3 separate regions of the Mus musculus genome follow, and regions 1 and 3 are each linked to region 2. Evidence: chromatin contacts called from public targeted proximity ligation data. All regions are on one chromosome and are shown on one strand. The core of a region is the stretch at or near the end of the contact, and the rest is flanking DNA. Distances in the headings are between cores, read along the strand shown.

Region 1 (3,226 bases), core at 551-3,050, 360 kb after region 2:
AGTTCCCGAGATGCAAATTACAACATTATTCAAATATGAAACCAACTTTAGAATCAAGTAACCTCTCTGAGCTGGTTGGTTAATTTCTCTAAAGAACCTCATTTTCTAACCTGAATCCTCAAGGCTTTTATGAATTGTAATCTCTTTAGATTTAAGGAGAGAGACAGGAGGGCTAATGCAGTTAAACTTGAGGGCACAAATGCCTTGGCTCTCAGAAAGGAATGTCCCTGTGGAGACGCTCTTAGAGCAGCCTGGGCTGGAGCCGTTCTCTTGAAGTTTCTAGACTTCAGTAACCAGGAAAGCCAAGCAGTTGCCAGGTTAAGGAATTTCATTTCTCCTGCACCCTTAACTTTGCTTGTCTTTGGGACCTGCGAAACTGAAGAGTAGACCCGACAGGGGTAAAGGGAACGAGCGATTACAGGTGCTGAAGCGCTTTCTAGGCCAGGTGTGGTAGGGACGCGTGCCTATAATCATCACATTTACAAGGTGGAGCCTGGAGGGTCAGGAATTCGAGGCTGGCCTCAGTCACAAAGGGAGTTCACTCCAGGTCACCCTGGGAGGCATGAAACAAAGTCTTAGAAGAGAAAAGGAAGCTATCTTGGCCCCAGCATGGTGGTACACGGCTATAATTCCAGCATCAGGCAGGAGGAAGCAGGGACAGAAGCAAGTTCAAGGACAGAGTAGGCAAACCCTGTCTCAAAAATGAAATGAAGTTTAAAAAAAAAAAACAAAACAGTCAGTTGATTGCTTCGGTGAAGAAAAAGCAGTTTGTAAAATCCAGTACACATTTATGATTAAAAAACAGACATCCTACCAGATAGGACAGAAATTGTTACTCCGGTAAGAAACATCTATTAAAAAAAAAAAAGGCAATTTTTTTTTTTTAAGAAACTATGAAAATTTCCACTCTTGACGCTCCTGCTCAAAAGCTGAAGGAAGAGGCACTGCCCACGCTGTGTTGATGATCTCCAGCAAAATCCTAAGCCAAGCACAGCATCTCAGCATAGGAGAATCAACCTCTCACAACCAGGCGGACAGGTGACTACCCAAGTCAGAAACAGAAAAGACCACACAGGCAAATGACTACATAAATAAGCAGCTTGAGCAAACAAAACCTATACAGAAGCTGTACATAGAAAACAATTAAATGCTATTTATACGTGACAAGGACAGTAAATATCCAGAAAGAAAAGACCTAGAAGAAACAATGAGCCAGAAGAAACTAGAGAGCTGGTTTTACACACACACAAAAATCTATGAACTGCTGTTGGATTCAAGATGGAGGATGAATTACACACACAGAGAAGAGTTGTTGAAAATGCATCTTCCCAAACTGAGTTGGGAAACAGTGCAATTGAGATGTGCCAGTATGATCTTGTTGGTTTGCTGGGTTTTATGCTGCAACAGGCTGGCTGGTATCTGCAAGTTGGCCTTAAACTGTATACAGAACACAAGGGACCAATTGGGGCACAAGCAGTGTCAAAGAATTATTTGGCAGAATATAACTAGCTAGGGGGAAGAACAGAAAATGAAGGAGTTCAAGTATGTGCTCTATCAGTACTACTTCTTCCATAATGAAGTATCACAGATCACAAATGCATTAACTCATGGCTTGTAGGTCAGAAGTCTTGTGGGCCTGGCTAATCTCTCAGCACTGGGTCTCACAAAGACAAAATCAAAGTGCCAGGGGCTTTGTCACTTTCTGGAGTTTCTAGAGGGGAGCCCATTTCCCTGCTCGTGCAGGAAGCTGGGGATATAAATTCTCTGTTTTCTTACTGACTCAGCCTCTGGAGGTGGTCCAAATTCCTTGGATCATGGCCTCTTTCCTCCATCCTCAAAGATATTAACAGAGCTGGGAGTCACTCCCTTTTTCCTATACTGGGTACTGAATTATCCACATCCTTAATGCCGCATGCAAACCCGTTATACAGCAGCCTCTCAAGTTCCAGGGATTCGGACCCAGCATCTTCAGTGTGTATGCGGAAACATTTGGGGGCATACACCTCGGTGCACCTTTGGTTTTTCTCTTTATCCTATTTTCTGATGATCACCTTCAGACCCCTCCTTCTGTTGGCTCCTCAGTTCTAATCTTTTCTGTGAAGCCTTCTGCTTTTTCCTTTCCATCCTAAACAGGGCCCATTTCCCAGAGTTTCCAAGGGAAAGCCACAGTTTGAGAACCCAAAGCTCTCTTGGGTTCTGTACTCTTGTAGAGAGCTTTTAAAACTACAGAGGCCAAATCGCCCACCAAGTAGAATGTCAGCCTCTAGGCTGAAGGCAGCTACAGAAGCTAGCTAGCTCAGCTCACGGATGCCCACTCATCTTAGGCTTCCCTTTGTCAAATTCTTCAAATAGGTGAGCCCTAGTCTTCAGCCACATTTTCCGCTGGATGGCCAGGATGGATTTTTGCTGGGTAATGATCATTGCAAGAACTACTGACCACTGTATCCCAACTCTTTCTCTGCCTGAATGGAAATGGTTGGCACATGCTACGTGTGTTGGATCAGGTGTTTTCCATGTATAGGTTATCTGATACCAAAGTGTCACTTAAAGACAGGACAGGATGCTGCTGTTCTTGATCAACAGTCACTGCTCAGGAACTTGAGCCTTCTCCCAGATGGGTATCTTCACACTGAGGGGACAGGTGAGGTATGAATATGTGGTAGCCAAAGTGACAGATTGTGAGAGACAGCTGCCTCCTCAGACATCCTTCTCATTTCTTGCTACAGACTTGGTCACTCAGAATGGAGACAACTGTAAGCTTCTAGGTAGAAATTTGAGAGACGTGTCACATAGTGATTTAAGTCACTTTGAGCCATTTACCTTTTTTTAATTCCTTCTTCCTGTGCAGGATGTGGATATAACTGATGGGACTCAACCAACCATTTTAGACCATGCATTGACTTTTAAGTATAAAATTTATACTTGAAACAACAGGACTCTAGGTCTCTAACCATTTTCTGAAGTGTAACCCCTTTACCAGGTCTGAACAACATGCTGTGATAATGTTATTATACAGGACACAAGTTTCTGCCTCGTTTCTGGTATTGTTATCCTGGGATTTCAATATCTGTACCTGGAGCTAATGTAATCAGGATGGTTCAAACCACAGTTCTCAAATTGGAGGTGTGATCTGCAGAGTTTCAGTGTTTGTATTAAAGTAGTTTGTGTGTTCAAAACATTTTTCCTAATACATTAAGGCATTATTCCTTTTTCCACTATGGTATGG
Region 2 (2,968 bases), core at 87-2,586:
TGTAGGGGGTATTTATTTCACTAACTCTAAATGAACTTTCCTAAACTAAAGCAGGAGACAGAATATTTCTATGAAGGGTGTTCCTGAGGAATTCACAGGATGGTTCCAATAAACAGCCTTGGGCTGGGCCTGGACAGTTGGCCCAGCAGCTAAAATCACTTGCTTTTGTTTAGCAAAAAAAAATCTGAAATCCAACTTCTGGGCACCTGATATCTGATGCTCTCTTCTGGCCTCTGAAGGTACAAGGCACACTGGTGGTGCACACACACACACACACACACACACACACACACACACATGCAGGCAAAACACTCATACATAAAATAATACATTGTGAAAACCAGTGGGCTCTGCCATTCTGAGGGCTCTTGTAGCCCTGCCAACCTCACTTTCTTCTTCTGATAGGCCTAGTCGCTGTGGCAATGTTTCACTGACTGTTGAGGCAAGGGAATGATACATAGTAGACAGATCATACTTTTGAATACTGTTGCATTACTGGAGTTCAGAACATTTTAGCTACGTTGAGGAGGATCTCAGCAGGATAGGAAGTTACTGCGATCAGATAACCAGACCAATACACCTATGTAAGAGCAGTGTGTACCATAATAGTTTCAAATAATTAGATATAATGGCATGCCTCAGACTGGCCAGTTGTTGAGGTATGGATTAAGCGTCTTTAATGTTTTCAGTTCTTATCAGTAGTGTATAACAAAACATGACTTAAAAACATTGCTTTAAAATGAAAAAATAGACAAAGAACCACTGAAGTCTTGCAGTTAAATGAGTTTGCTTAGGAAATAAAATATACTCTGGAAGAAACCGTTCCCAAAGACCTCAGGAGAGCTGTAGGGATAACCATCCCAGTTCTGCGTTTAAAAAGGCGATCGAAGCAAGTTAACATTTCTGCACCTCAAATCCCTACATTTTAAGAATTTGGATCTTGGAAGGAGTCCAACGTTCTCCATCCCCAGGATACAGCGAATGCTTGGAAGGGATGACGCCGCTAGCGACTCTAGGCCAATGGGTGGGGGGGGCCCAGGCATACTCGGTGTTCTCTTGTTCGGCAGGGTGGCGAGAGTGGTTCTTTCATTAGAAGCGCTTTTGCTCAGACAACCGACAGAGCCATTGGAGACACACATTCGGGAAACTGAGTCACACAAACCCAGAGGTGCAGACCAGGGAGCCTCTGTCACCCCAATGCGCAGGCGCGGCTGGCTGGGCTCGGAGGGTCTCTGAGTCCCGCCTTCCTCGCACCGTTCAACCACGTGCGGGGGGTGGGGTGGGGGCGGAGCTCCACGCTCGGACCTAGGCCAGTGAGCGGAAGTGACGTCGGCACAGAGCCATTTCCGGCAGGCCGAAACTAGGAAGAAACTTGGAGCTGCCGAGGCGCGGGTCGTAGTTGGCGCTCCCGTCCGTGCCCCGTGGCCGGCGCCGCGCGGACCTGTGGGGGCCTGGCCATGGGGCGGCGCCGTGCTCGTGCGGCCTAGACGTGCGGGCTCCGCTGACAGGCCGGGCGCTCGCGGGCGGCAGGCGGCGTGGCAGCCGCGGCCGCCGCGGGCCTGGGCTCCGGCATCATGAACATCGACGTTGAGTTCCACATCCGGCACAATTATCCTTGGAGCAAGTTGCCAACGAACGTGAAGCAGGTATGGCTCCGCCCTGCTTCTCTGTCGCCTGACCTGCGGGCCGTCGGGGGGCTCGGGGAAACTGGGCGTGCGCTGTCTCCCAAGAAGGCTGGACGGGTGTCCCCCCGGACTCGCCTGGTACCTCGGCCTGCAATCTTTATTTTAATAAAGTCCCCGGGCCCCCAAACTTGAGAGTGGTGGGAGAAGGGAGTGCAAAGCGACAGATCACACGTACCTCCTCTGGAGCGTTTCTGGGGGTTAGGTTGCCTGCTTGGAGTTGCATGTGTAACTGAAAGCATTTAAAGTTGGCCCTGGAAGACCACTAAAAGTTACTAAGATGAGGAACGAAGGCCCTCCACCCCCGGGAAGAGGGAAGAGTACGTCTCCGGAGCTGTGAACAATCACCAGAGTTCGGAGACGTGTTCCGATCCACTTGGAAATGTTGGCTGGATGCGTGAGGGTGATAGCTGCCGAGGCTGACAGAGCAGTCAGGCCTGATTTGGAAGGGTACGTGTGTGGTTTGTGTTGTCGGACTTCGTCCTTTACACAGCCTGAGTTTATAAAGGATCAACGGGAGCATGACCCGAGGGGTTTTGTTTTTGTTTTTTAATCGAATGCTTACAATGAATGGTAGTTTTACTCAGTCGTGTTTACTGAGCATGCAGATAGTTTAAGGATCCTGCCTCCACGGAGAGTCTTTTCTGTCAGAGACAGAGTAAATGGACTGGTGAAAGAAAAGAACGGATAGGTGGTTTGAACTTTTACGAAGGCCTTGATGTGTGTGCTTACATGTATAGTATGTTTACTACATGCAATGCAGGGGTTCGCTGCCCACCGTTTCTAAGTTCCTCTGATTTCTGGTTTCTCTTGGTGGTGGGCAGCAGGTATACTTTTGGAATTATGGAATGGTGGTGGTAATGTTTTTATGATTCTTGTGATTTACTTTGAGTCCTAGTTCTAGAGAACGAGTTAAGGGTCTGGTGGACATCACGTGACAAAATACTTCTAAGACACCAGAACCCTAGGTGTGTTTCAGGGGCAAAGGTCTATAGGTTGTCAAAGATGTCAAGTTTCTGAAACTTGAAAAAAGGAACAAGTCTAAATCTTTGGGAATAAGTTCCTCTTAAATTTGAATGAGTTTAGCAGATAGTTTTTGTTCTTTAGATACATATGTTCTGAGACATATTTGAAGACAACTAGAGTAAATAGTTCATTTCCTTTTTAAATAGCTTATACCCAACTTAAATAATTGATTCTATTAGGATTGGCAAAAGCCTTCCCAAACTTAATTGTTATTAATACAATCATAGGACAGTGCTAAAACTTAAGTTCAAATATAAACT
Region 3 (3,271 bases), core at 109-2,608, 310 kb before region 2:
AAGAATACTTTTACATCAGAATGACAGTAGCAACAATGCATTTTGATTTTTTTCTTTTCTTTTTTTAAGATGGAGTTTCACCATGTAGCTCTGGCTGTCCTGGAATTCAGTAATATAGACTAGGCTGGACTCAAACTCAGAGAGCCACCTGCCTCTGACATCCAAGTGCTGGGATTAAAGGCATGTACCACTAAATCTGGCCAAAATTCAATTACTGATTACTTTATTTTAAAAAATAAAAAAGAAAGATTCTTATGTGCACAAGTGCTAAATGCATGTCTGCACCACCAGCATGCAGTGCCTGTGTCATGTCTCCTGGAACCAGTTACAGATGGTTATGAACTGTGATGTAGGTTTTGGGAATTGAACCCAAGGCCCTCTTGAAAAGCAACCAGTGCTCTTAATTGCTTAGCCAATCTCTTCACACCCAACTTTGGTATTTTTAATCTAAGCGTATAATGTGTGTGGGTACAAGTGCCTGTGTGGGGGCAGGCTACAGGAGATACTCTCAGGTGTCTGTCATCCTACGGACCTAGTTACCTCCCCTGAGGCTGGGTCTCTTACTGGACCTCACCAATTAGGTTAGATTGGGTGGCTAGTGAGTCCCAGGGATCCTGCCTTCTCAACATTGGAATTACACCATTCCTACTTTTTTTTGTTTTTGTTTTTCGAGATAGGGTTTCTCTGTGTAGCCCTGGCTGTCCTGGAACTCACTTTGTAGACCAGGCTGTCCTCAAACTCAGAAATCCGCCTGCCTCTGCCTCCCAAATGCTGGGATTAAGGGCGTGCACCACCACGCCCGGCTCATTCCTACAATTTTTCATGGGCTTTAGGGGCTGAACTTAGGCTTTCATGTTTGTAATGAAAGCATTAAAAGATAATTGAGGCCTCTTACCATCCCTAATATTTTCACTTAAATACAAAGCTGGTTATTAGCTGGCATCTTTTACCTTGTTTTTAAAAAAAAAAATCTCATTTTTATGAAATTTACACACTAAAACATTCATTTGCTGGGAAACATACCTATTTAAATGAAGAAAATTTAAATTTTCTTTTTGAGAAAGTCCATTTTCATACACAGATGGTGTATCATCATCACTGTATGCCAAATCACTTTCTAGAAAAGGGCAAGAAACATCTACAGAATAAAAAAAAAAGAAAGAAAAAGCCTGTCCATTAGTAATTTCTTTTTTTTTTGGTCATTCTTTCTTTCATTCATTCAATGGTCAATTGAGTTTTTAATACCTGAATTTAAAGATTTGTTTGTTCCAACTTCCACATGTGGAAATACTTTCTGTAGGGCGTCTAAGATCCTATGAACAGTATTTTGCAGAAGTGGTTTCACAATGGCAGACAGTGCCTGTCCGGGTGATGTCACAGCTCTCTGGGAAGCTGGTCTTATTTTCTGCAGAGCTGCCTCAAAATCCTTAGCTGAGATGGTAATTGAAGAGAGATCCAGCTGAAGCTTCTCGCTGGTGGTGTAGATCTGCGGGTACCGTCGACGCAGGGCGCACAAAGCAGCTTCAGCACAGATTGACTTAATATCCGCACCACAGTAGCCTGGAACCATCAACAGCAAAGGGGGGAAGCAAGACCCTCAAACTACTGACAGTCATGATTAAAAGAAAACTTTAAAAATTAAATATTTTACTAGACTATGGGTAACAAAACTAAAATTTCTTACTCGTGAACTTAGATGGCGTCAACAAATCAATAACCTTTGAATGAAACACGCAAGCACTAAGTACAGAAGAAAGATTAAGAGCAAGAATTCTGTTGTGTTGTTTTGAGACAGGATCTCTCTGTGTAGTTCTGGCTGGCCCAGAACTCTCTGTAGACCAAGTTGATCTCAGATTTAGAGATCCACCTGCCCTTGCTTCTGCGTCTGCCTCTGGAGTCCCAAGACTAAAGGTGTGCACCAAAGTCAGACAAAGCTCAAATTCTAGTTGTCATTTACTGTGTGATCTTTCAGATTCACCTATCCTCTGCAGAGGACTCTGTATCTAAATTAATACTGCGTAATTCACAGGGCTATTACTATTTTCATGTCTATGCTGCTCTCAAATTCCCTTAATGATCAATTTGTCCATTAAAAAAAGACTTAATTATGTTTCTGTCATGTGGAGGTATGTATGTTACCATGCAGATGCACATAGAGGCTAGAAAAGGGTACTGGATTTCCTGGAGCTAGAGCTATAGGTAGTTGGGAGCCATCTGACATAGGTTCTGGAAACAACTCAGAACCTCTGAAAGAGCAGTATGTACTTGTAACACTAAGCTAGCTCTCTAGTCCTCAATTTTATGTTTATATTTCAATTTTTGAGACAAGGTATAACTATATACCCATAGCTTGCCTGATATTATACTTAACATAGCCTTCAACTCATGGCAATCCTGCCTCAGTTTCCCAAGTGATTGGGGGTGCAGAGATAGTTATGTCGCTACCCTTGGACAAGTATTCTTTAATATCTAGGATCTTAAAGGTAAACACACAAAAGAGATGGAAAACAAACGAACTGTGCTCCATTTTCAGATCAGCTCTTCCTTCCTGTGCAGACAAGGGTGGCCATAAACTTACAGTCTGTCTTTGTTTCCTACTACTAGCACTGCAAATATGTACTACTACATCTGGCTACATCTGTGGCTTTGTTATGTGTGAGTACAAGTACATAGAGGTCAGAGGATAGCCTTGTGGAGCCAAGTTCTTTCCTTCCACTTTCTTGTGTCTTCCAAGAACCGAACTCAGGTCACCAGGTTTGAACTGTAAGCATCTTTACCCATTAGGTCATCTCACCAGTCTTTTAAATCTAAACTTTAAAGCAAGACCTCAACTTGTTTCATCTCTGAAATGAACAGAGTATTTTTCATACATGCTCAAAAAAGTATTTACCAACACAGTGTTCTGCTAGTTCTTCTAGAAACATGTCCACTGGCTTTGGATTCCAATCTCTTGTATGAATCTTCAGAATCTCTTTTCGAGCCTATGGGGGGGGAAAAACCCTCTAATTTTTTACATCTGTAATCATAGAAATGCTTGAATGCAAACTACTTTTGACTATCTAAAATTTTAAAGTAACCAAAACTTAATACAAATAGAAGTATAAGACCATGAAAATGGGGGGGGGGGGGACGGGACACCACACCTATAAGCATATAACAAAATTAAGCAATTTCTATTTAATGTGCCCAGGTTATCTTCATTACTTATGTAAATAAAATAACAACAACAACAAAACAAAACAACAAAAAAAACCCCCAGCATTATCCATTA

The links.
Region 1: a contact with region 2 is called in a targeted proximity ligation map of pancreatic cancer cells. A contact is called at or near these places in 2 of 39 promoter capture datasets (cranial neural crest and hematopoietic stem and progenitor cells), 1 of 130 datasets of targeted methods (pancreatic cancer cells) and 1 of 9 other capture datasets (macrophages).
Region 3: a targeted proximity ligation map of bone marrow-derived macrophages shows a contact between it and region 2, with 3 times the contacts expected there. A contact is called at or near these places in 12 of 39 promoter capture datasets (the 3T3-L1 cell line, the C10 cell line, the HPC-7 cell line and 7 more), 14 of 484 Hi-C or Micro-C datasets (CD8 T cells, LSK cells, bone marrow-derived macrophages and 5 more), 15 of 130 datasets of targeted methods (the NIH/3T3 cell line, the SCID.adh cell line, bone marrow-derived macrophages and 7 more) and 4 of 9 other capture datasets (adipose tissue, embryonic stem cells, liver and 1 more).

The regions. Positions count from the first base shown.
Region 1 is chr15:58,775,756-58,778,981 of GRCm38.p6, forward strand. No RefSeq gene overlaps it. Among named protein-coding and RNA genes, the nearest start is that of Gm41329, 17 kb to the left of the region's middle.
Region 2 is chr15:58,414,132-58,417,099 of GRCm38.p6, forward strand. It overlaps Fam91a1 (family with sequence similarity 91, member A1), which reads left to right and starts at 1,337. Exons shown (of 24, transcript NM_145959.3): 1 at 1,337-1,646. The coding sequence starts at 1,575.
Region 3 is chr15:58,107,058-58,110,328 of GRCm38.p6, forward strand. It overlaps Atad2 (ATPase family, AAA domain containing 2), which reads right to left. Exons shown (of 28, transcript NM_027435.2): 15 at 2,891-2,981; 16 at 1,246-1,560; 17 at 1,024-1,138. Among named protein-coding and RNA genes, the nearest start is that of Atad2, 26 kb to the right of the region's middle.